Regions from separate parts of the Drosophila melanogaster genome. Here region 2 is linked to region 1. Evidence: chromatin contacts called from public Hi-C data. All regions are on one chromosome and are shown on one strand. The core of a region is the stretch at or near the end of the contact, and the rest is flanking DNA. Distances in the headings are between cores, read along the strand shown. Region 1 holds the start of Rcc1 (Regulator of chromosome condensation 1). Region 2 holds the start of Vps8 (Vacuolar protein sorting 8).

Evidence for each region. Hi-C and Micro-C count contacts between places; a contact is called where the count stands out from the background.
Region 2: a contact with region 1 is called in a Hi-C map of the Kc167 cell line, with 1.7 times the contacts expected there. The contact joins the promoter of Vps8 here to the promoter of Rcc1 in region 1. A contact is called at or near these places in 2 of 107 Hi-C or Micro-C datasets (both in the Kc167 cell line).

Annotation. Positions count from the first base shown.
Region 1 is chr3L:5,929,326-5,934,309 of dm6, reverse strand. Rcc1 (Regulator of chromosome condensation 1) reads left to right here and starts at 1,537. Exons shown (of 3, transcript NM_079219.3): 1 at 1,537-1,904; 2 at 1,993-2,692; 3 at 2,752-4,048. The coding sequence starts at 2,029. The coding sequence ends at 3,731. Egfrap (EGFR adaptor protein) reads left to right here. Exons shown (of 6, transcript NM_001038902.3): 5 at 1-256; 6 at 319-1,274. The coding sequence ends at 540. CG33523 reads right to left here. Exons shown (of 7, transcript NM_001274528.2): 7 at 4,190-4,984. The coding sequence ends at 4,556.
Region 2 is chr3L:6,492,918-6,497,576 of dm6, reverse strand. It overlaps Vps8 (Vacuolar protein sorting 8), which reads left to right and starts at 2,280. Exons shown (of 4, transcript NM_139791.3): 1 at 2,280-2,488; 2 at 2,556-3,863; 3 at 3,923-4,659. The coding sequence starts at 2,387. It overlaps sfl (sulfateless), which reads right to left and starts at 1,897. Exons shown (of 7, transcript NM_079222.5): 1 at 1,096-1,897.

The sequences.
Region 1 (4,984 bases), core at 288-2,787:
CGGCCACAGTGCCCTGCGCCTGGATAATCTCAGCCTAGCCGAGCAGCAGGAGCTTAAGGGAGCCGCCTGGTTTCAAGCGGGCATTCCCAGGGAAATATCCCTGGAGGCCCTGTCCCGACAGAGTCCAGGTGCGTTTCTAGTGCGCCAGAGCAGCACAAAGCCGGGATGTTTCGCCCTCTCGCTGCGAGTGCCACCACCTTCACCACGAGTGGCCCACTATCTGATCCTGCGGACGCAAAGGGGCTACAAGATAAAGGTAAGTCCGAGCACATTATATATAATATTTATTATATATTATGATGGTATTTACCATTTTAGGGCTTCACCAAGGAGTTCAGTTCGCTGAAGGCGCTGATCACGCACCACTCGGTGATGCCGGAACTGTTGCCCGTGCCGCTGACCCTGCCACGCCCACCTAGTACCCGATCGCAACGATCGCAGGGCGCCTACGCAGGCGGAACCGGAAACGGGGGAGCGGACTTCGAGATGTATGGCTCGCTGAACGACTTTCGCAAAATGATGGCCGATTTGAATGTGTGACCGCTGGGCGCTCTTAATTAATTAAGTAATTATGTCACGTTGATTGAATTAAGCTGCCCAGCTTGTCACATTGTCCTGCGTCCTGTGTCCTCTGTCGCGACAGGATAACAATCTGTTTAATTTGCGTAATTGGCTGTGCTGACGACGGTTGACGTGGCTACCAATAAATAGGGTCCATGTCCATGTGTACTCGGGCCGGCAAAGGCCCACCTGTCCGACAGGTGCTGCAAAAAGTGCACAAACATTTTTTATTAAAATTGATAATAAAATCAGCTACGTGGGCGGCTGCGATGGCTGTGGTTTCGCAGGGGCGTGTTTGCATACACAAATATAGGGAATACGCTCAAATCATTTTTGCGAAACTGATTAAAAAATGGCAAAAACATGCAATATGTATACGCAAACAGACATCAAGTGATTATTATTTTTCGCGTTTTTATCAATTCTGCTCGTTTTGTACGGCTAGTGCTGAGTGGCAGATGCATCAGACAGACGTACTATACATATCTGAATGGGGGCAGTCGGATTAAATGTTAATGTTTGGGTAGGGAAATCGAGGGTCGGCTGCCGGGATTTGGAGTGCGGATGCGGAATGGGCAAAGTGGATTCTTTTTGTATTTGATGCACTCACTTTGCGGTGCAGTGGCTAGATAGACTTATATGGGAAGTAAATGAATAACCAATTATATTGTAACTCTATGTATTTTGTAATAAAGTTAATGGAAAACCTTTTCAAATAGTATTGTTTATTTTCTGATCTATAGCATGCAATATACATACAATCACGTTGAAAATGAAGCATTGGCTTAAAGGTAGAACATTTTATAATATTTAACAACAAATTTGTTTTGAAATAATGTGAGTGGGTAAGGAAAGTTTAAATTTCCCGCACATTATCGATAGCTCTTTCGATAGAATCGGTCGGCAATCGGCTCGCAAACTCGCTAGAGAACTGTTAACCAACTGTCATAGTTTGAGTTCACGCTACGCTCCATTCTAAAAGTTATCAATATCTCGAAATAAATAAACTGTGGGTTATAGCAGGCTTTGTTTTATTATTTGCAATTAGGAACAGTGCAAAGATAACAAAGATGTACTAACAATTGGTCAATAGGCGCAGAAGCGACCCTGAAATTGGAGTGTGACCTCGCTAATAGCCAGATGCGGCGGGGAATTCGCCAAGCCCGCAACACTGTACCCTGAAGGCCAGCTGCCGCCGCTTCCCGCGCATTTTCTTCGACCCAGGTAGGTCGCATTGGGATTCGCTTGCATTTGGTGTTTTCACTCGCCTCCAAACCGCCGTAGCAACACCATCTAGACAACGTGGAACTCCCGCTGAACCAGAGACCGGCATTATTTCCATTGTGAGTGTGAGCAGAACTAAGCTGCATCACCGGCGTCCCTAACCTTATATATATTTCTTACACACACACACAAACGCACTATTTCCAGTTTCGGTGACAAAAAATTGTGAAAATACAAGCTAAAATGCCGCGCAGAAAGGCCCTGACTAATAACAACAATGCCGGCGAAGCGGAGCAGCAGCCACCGAAGGCGAAGCGCGCCAGAATCGCTTTTCATCTGGAGCTGCCCAAGCGGAGGACCGTGCTCGGCAACGTGCTAGTCTGCGGCAACGGCGATGTGGGCCAACTTGGTCTCGGCGAGGACATACTGGAGCGCAAGCGTCTCAGCCCTGTGGCGGGCATCCCGGATGCCGTGGACATATCCGCCGGTGGCATGCACAACCTGGTGCTGACCAAGTCAGGGGACATTTACTCATTCGGTTGCAATGACGAAGGTGCTCTAGGCCGTGACACCAGCGAGGATGGCAGCGAGTCAAAGCCGGATCTTATCGATTTGCCCGGCAAGGCTCTGTGCATTTCGGCGGGAGACTCGCATTCCGCTTGTCTGCTGGAGGATGGCCGTGTCTTCGCTTGGGGCTCGTTCCGGGACTCTCATGGCAACATGGGCCTCACCATCGATGGTAACAAGCGTACGCCCATCGATCTGATGGAGGGCACTGTCTGTTGTAGCATCGCGTCCGGCGCCGATCATTTGGTCATCCTGACCACTGCCGGAAAGGTCTTTACCGTGGGCTGCGCTGAGCAGGGACAACTCGGCCGGCTGTCGGAGCGTTCCATCTCCGGAGAGGGTAAGTCTTGGCATTCAAATTTTCAACGAAATTCGTATTAAAAAAATGTTAACCCCCAGGTCGTCGTGGCAAACGCGACTTGCTGCGGCCCACCCAGCTCATCATCACGCGGGCCAAACCTTTTGAGGCCATCTGGGCCACCAACTACTGCACATTCATGCGCGAGTCACAGACACAGGTCATCTGGGCCACAGGGCTTAACAACTTCAAGCAGCTGGCCCACGAGACAAAGGGCAAGGAGTTCGCACTGACGCCCATCAAGACGGAACTCAAAGATATCCGACATATTGCCGGCGGTCAGCACCATACTGTCATCCTGACAACGGACCTTAAGTGTTCCGTAGTGGGTCGTCCGGAGTACGGTCGGCTTGGTCTGGGCGATGTCAAGGATGTTGTGGAGAAGCCAACGATTGTAAAGAAGCTGACCGAAAAGATTGTGTCCGTTGGATGTGGCGAAGTCTGTTCCTATGCCGTTACAATTGATGGCAAACTGTATTCCTGGGGCTCCGGTGTCAACAATCAACTAGGCGTTGGCGACGGCGATGATGAGCTCGAACCGATCGTGGTTGTCAGCAAGAACACGCAGGGGAAGCACATGCTGCTCGCATCTGGCGGTGGTCAGCACGCAATCTTTTTGGTCAAAGCGGACAAACAGGACCAGAAGGAGAATGTTCCAGTGAAGGTGTCTGGCAGCAGCAGCATCAGTAAAAAGGACAAGACCCCGCCGCAGGATAATGTCGACAAGGAAGCCGAGAATGTAGATAAGCAGGAGCAGAAGGAAAACTTGCCGGCGAAGGCGTCAACCAGCAGCAAAAAGAACAAGACGCCGCCGCAGGATAATGCCGACAAGGAAGCCGAGAATGTAGATAAGCAGGAGCAGAAGGAAAACTTGCCGGCGAAGGCGTCAACCAGCAGCAAAAAGATTAAGACGCCGCCGCAGGATGATGCCGCCGAGGAGGTCGAAGAGGAGTCTGCTCAGGAACCGACTCCCAAGAAGGCCAAGAAGCCTGCTGCCAAGCGGGGCGGTAAAAAGACATAAGATTGAGTATAAATACGCTGACTTTCCCACTTTGTTTTTGGTAACACTAAGTTACGAACCCGTACGCTTACCCTACGCTTAAGGAAGGCAATGAGTAGCCCAGATTCGTAAGATAGATCGGAAATTTTGCTTATTGTACGTTAAGATCTACGAACTGAATCCTGTTAAGTTCTTTTTATTTTGATAAATAGATGCCCGCTTATATCTTACAAGTCTGCCTAAAGACGAAAACTTCTTTATCAATCCAACTAAGTGTTTATTATATATATTCGTTCGCAATACGAAGCCGTAGTAAATTTGTATTTGAACGCAAAAGGAAACTAAATGAGATTTATTTACAAACTAATTAACTTGATTATATCATACACAAAGATATACATCCTACTCACAGTGTATTATAAATTCTTGGCTCAGGCGGGGCAAATGGGAGATTACCGGCAAAAAAGCTACAAAAGATTGGGAGATTGTCTCGTAAGCGCGAGACATCATTTACTCAATAATATCAGGAAACACGAAATTGTTACTCTTATGGTAGGTCTTAAGATTTATACAAAAATATGTATTTGCTTGGAGGGTGGTTCGATTTGCAATGAAGGGAAACATCTTAAAATTACCTTTAAAAGCAAAGGTGTCTAAACAATTCGCAGGACCCGGGAATTCATGAATGCAAGCCATTGAAGTATGTAAGAAGGCTTTAATATTTGTAGTTTTCATACCTGGCAAGGGTCAAAATGGATTATTACGTGTACAGAGGTGAACAAGTTGCATTTACTGCTGAACAAATCGAACCACCCTGGCATGCACAGTTGAGGGTTTTGGCTTCACTACGAGTAGTAACACGGCTGACGATTGCCTCTGCCTGAGTCGACTGTGGCTAGGGAGGTGGTTATGGTAGTGGTGGTGGAGTTTCCGCCGTAGTTGCTTCCCAGGTAGAAGCTCACGAACAAGATGCCGCACAGCAGCGATAGCGAAAGAACGACGCGCACCATCTTCCTTGCGAATGCGATGAATCCCAGCAAATGGCCGCCGGCAGCAACGCCGCCCAGCTGCCAATCACCAGTGCCCTGACAGCTGAGGCACAGCTGCAGATGCGCCTGTATCAGTGCCTCGAGGCATTCGCCATCGTATTGGTCCATCGTATCGGCACAGTCCAGACCTAGATTCATCAAATCAACAGCACAGGCACAGTTCTCCAGCTCTGGACAGTCGCAGTCGTCTTCGTTATTGTTGTGGCTATCGCGAGCGGCAATGTC
Region 2 (4,659 bases), core at 1,031-3,530, 560 kb before region 1:
AAATGGCTGTTCGTTCGTTAGTTTCGTAGTCTAATAATTTATGTATAATGATAAGGCATTATGACAAATGAGCTTATCGCCTTATTCCGGTCTATTTAATCTGAATGTATTCGATGGCACCTACAACAACTTTTAAATAACAACCTTAACGTTATACAGAAATTTATTTGTCTGCGTTTAAGTTCAATAAACGCACCAAAATGGCTAGAAAAGTATAGTGAATAATCTTATCTTATAAAACTCATCAAGGAACACTTAAAGTCAAATTAAAATTCTTAAGGGTAAACGATGTTTCATATAGTACAAAATAAAACAAATCTGCATTGCAAGTGTTATTGGATCCGAGATAAAGTATCTTAAATGACAATCATAAACAGAAATCTGCTGTGAGCCATAAATATGAATGCTTTTAAAAATATTACTAGGTTAAATGAATGAATAAATGAATATATTAAGCCGTTTTTCAATTCTCTTTCAGTATATCAGTTTACGGAAAATAAAAAACTGCTTTATTTTAAGAACAAATATAATGATTTTCGGGTTGAGATCCCTTTTACTGAAAGACCCGAGAAATATATTAACCTTTCCAAGGAACCCATTATAAATATTCGGTACCCTTTGAGCCAGAAATCCAGGTAACTCCTTCGTTATGGTTAGTGTATGACAAATGTGGAAAAACTAGCGCGACGGGCGATTGGCGACTAGCGCGACTGGCGGCGACCAGACCAACAAACAATGTCCAGCGATTTCCGATCGACAAGTTGGGGCCAAGAGCGTGATGAACGCGTCAAGAGGGGGTGCGAGGGAAGTCGGAATGGGAAGAGGAGGGAGCGAGAAAGAGGAGACGCAGCGTGTGCAAGAATGCTTTGCTCCGCGAGTGTCATTAACTCGTTTGCCTTATCTCGAAAAACGTAAACGAAGCTGCATGAGAGCTTTATTTACGTATGTAGGAATGTGTGCGTTTGGGAAAATTACCTGCGAAAGGTGCCGCCCTGCCGCCTAATTGATAAGTTTTGGTTTCATATTCGTCTATGTAAGTAATTAACTATGGTAATTTGGGAAATTGGGTATATTTGGAGCGCGGCGTCTTCTTACCTGTCGCACATCAATGACGCACGCTGCCGACGCCGACTTCAGCAGCGACGCTGGCAGAGGAGTTTACGTTAGCTCTCTTGCTATGTATCTCTCCCACTCGAACACAAACGTGTTGCGCTCACCAACACCAAGGCGAAATTGCACAGCTGAGCTGGTGAAAATACAGCGAATGCGGTGCACAAAACAGAGGACCGAAAACAATAACGTTATGTCAATTTGTTGCTGCCTGAGTTGTTCTCTGCCTGCTGCTCCCGTTTGTTGTTACTTTTTTTTGGCACGTGAATCGACAATCGCATTTTTCAAATTCTTGCACTCATTCGCTTTTGTGCATTTGTTTACGTCACTGGCTCATACACACACGCACGCACACCCGCACACATACGCGCGACTGAATGAAAGGCGCGTAAAGAAGAGAGTGGAAATGCCAGAAAGAGAGCGATTAATTTGGCAAAGCGCCGCACGCTCAAATAAACAAATATTTTATTTATATTTCGTGTCCCAATCACTGCGCCATTGTTTAGTACTATTCGTTAGTGTCTGCTAATGCCCATTTTGCACAAGTGTCTTATGCATGGCAACAAACAATACAATAATCGAAATTTCCACTCGCGTTTTGCTCTTGGCCCGCAATCACGGGCTGCTGCAACTGGCAGATAAGCGAATCCGATTAATAATCTAGTGCGCCGCGCATTGTTTTTGGTTACGCGATTATTCAAATGGCTCGGAACACACTTTATTGCATTTTAATTAATATCTGCTGGCCTCGCGAGCAGCAAAATCGTCCGCTGCACTGAACCGAACGCGATGAAAACAAAGATGAACTAGCGATGGAACAGATGGCGATGTGAGGTCCAACCTGCGATATTTCGATGTTTGCTAAGTCGAGTAGTCGATTGGTCCTCTCACTCGATAAGTTTTTAAATTTTCGATATTAAATTTTTAACTTTGTTGAACTTAACATTAAATTTTATACTCCCATTAAGTTGTAGACTGTTTCCAGTTATAAGCTTATTTCTAAATGAATAATTTAAAATTCCTGCTTCTTAAAGGAACAAAAACAAATATACGCCTTCCTCAGAATTTAAAATTTATCTTTACCTCTGTTATTTGTCCAATTAAATTAAGTTTTTATATAAAATCATCGATAACAGAAACCGATAAGCAACCGAAAGACATCTGTTATGCAAACGAGTGGGCAGTCCTTTGATGGGCGTAGAAACTCATTGATAAAAACAAAATCACTTAAAATTATTAGTTTGGGGGAGGGATCAGGATTGAAAGAACCGGGAGCATGTCGGAGCTTAAGGCCCCGTCGCTGCAATCTCTGCTGGAATCGGAGCGAGGATCCACAGACAGCCTACTGGCCGAATCCCTGCAGCTGGACTTCGAAGATGTGAGTTGGGATTACCCGAAAATGGAATGGCCTAGATAACACTTTATCTTGATTCATCCAATTATAGCTTGATGATGCCGAGTTTGCAATACCGCCCACCGATGTGCTGCCTACTTTGGAGGCGGTGCTCAGTGAATTTGAGGCGGATTCGGATGTGGCCTCCGAGTTTGGAATGCCGGTGCCCCATGCCACGCCCACGCCCTCGATTGGTGAGGATTCCACGATCAGAACAGACGGCAGAGGTGGTGGAGGATCCATAATGAGGTACACCCTCCTACACGGCATCTCGGCACAACTTTCCTCAGCGGCGGAACGTGTCAATGCCGGAGCAGCCAGTTCCTGTGCCGTGGCCGCATTCATAGCCATCGGAACATCGCATGGACACATTTTGAACTTCGATGTAACCCAAACCCTTAGGTGGGCCCATCAGGACAAGCATGGTCAGGGTGCGGTGGCCAGTTTGGCTTTCAATGCGGATTCAACGCGACTTTTGGCTGGTTTTTCTAGGGGATTGGTTGCCATGCTGGACACTCATACGGGTGATGTTCTCCGTGAGCTGTTCGACGTCATAACCCCAAACACCGGCGTACTGCATGTCAAGTGGACCTCGAGATCATCACTGGCCTTGTGTGCCGATGCCGGCGGATCGGTGTGGTCTCTTAGTTTCACCCGGAAGCTGGGCATCCGTGGCTGCCAATCGAGATGCCTCTTCTCCGGCGCTCGCGGAGAGGTCTGCGCCGTGGAACCTCTAATAATGGACTCCCAAGGACGCCATGAATTGGATCAGTACTGCATTGTGGCTCTGGCAACGTTATCCAAGTATTTTATCGTCACTGTCCGACCAAGATTAAGGGTCATCAAATACCACGTGCTTCAGGGACCTCCTGATTGCTTACCTCTCCTCGCCTGGCATTTAGTACTCATTCAAGCGGCAGATACTTCCCGCTCCGTGGACCCCGTGATTGTCGTGGGCCGCGGGAATCAATTATTCTTTCACCAACTGTTTGTCTCGAACGGACGAATAACGCTTTTATACCTTCGACATGTCCAGCTGCAGGGGAGTCTCCTCTCCGCTCACTGGCTGGGACCAAAGTGTGTTGCCTCATTGGACACGGCGGAAATACTTCATCTTGTGGATGTGCGATCCAGTAAGGAACTAGAATGTATGGATATGGCCAACGCAGGACTGGTCTACGGATCAGCGCAGTTTAAAGGACTAGCCACTGGCGGAAATGTGTCACCTGCCTTCGCTTTAGCCGGCTCAAATGCCTGTTATAACTCAGTGGTTTCAAGAGGAACCCAGTTGTACGTTTTAGGCGCCAGGTCCCTGCATATAATTGGAGTTAGAACTTGGTCAGAGAGAATAAGCTTCCTGGTAAGATCAAAACTGTGGATTTAAATGGAAAATCAAAGCCTCAACTTTATCGTTTCTAGGTAAAACACCATCGATGGCAGGAAGCCTGCCAACTGGCACTTGATGGCTACATTGCCTCTGTGGATCGCCCGAGGAAACGTGCTCAAGCCAAGGAGCGTATCATCATGCTTTTTAAGGAATATATCGCCAATTCCGCCCGGGCACCAGAGTATTGTCTCGGCGCCATTGTTAACTGCTTGATCACCGTGGGTGAACTGGATCTTCTGTGGACACAGCTGTGGGAAAAGTTACACAACAGCAGCACTGAACTTTTCTTACAGCACATTTCCGAGCATATAGAAAAGGAAACGATACATAGTGTTAATCCAGTGATATCCCAAGCTTTGGTGGATTACTGGCTGGAACACTCCCCTGCCAAACTTGAACAGCTTATCCTCAAACTGGATTGGATGTGCCTGGATCTCAACCAGGTGCTTAAGGCTGTGAAGAAGCATCGTCTGTTTAGGGCTCAAATCTACCTCAACACCCAAGCTTTGAATGACTATACGGCGGCGCTCACGGAGCTCCTTCCATTGGTGACCCCAGATGAGACGGATTTGGGCAACTGCCTGCTGGTCTACGTTTCTAGTTGTCTGGCTGGAAGAGAATATCCCAGCGGAGAAATTCCCGTGGAGCTGGTGCATCAAGTCAAGCACGATGTCCTGCGTTGCCTGACCTCCCAGCATTCCAAGGAGAATGCCGGCGATGAACTGCCCTATCCCTATCTTAGAGCTCTCCTCAAGTTCGATACTCGGGA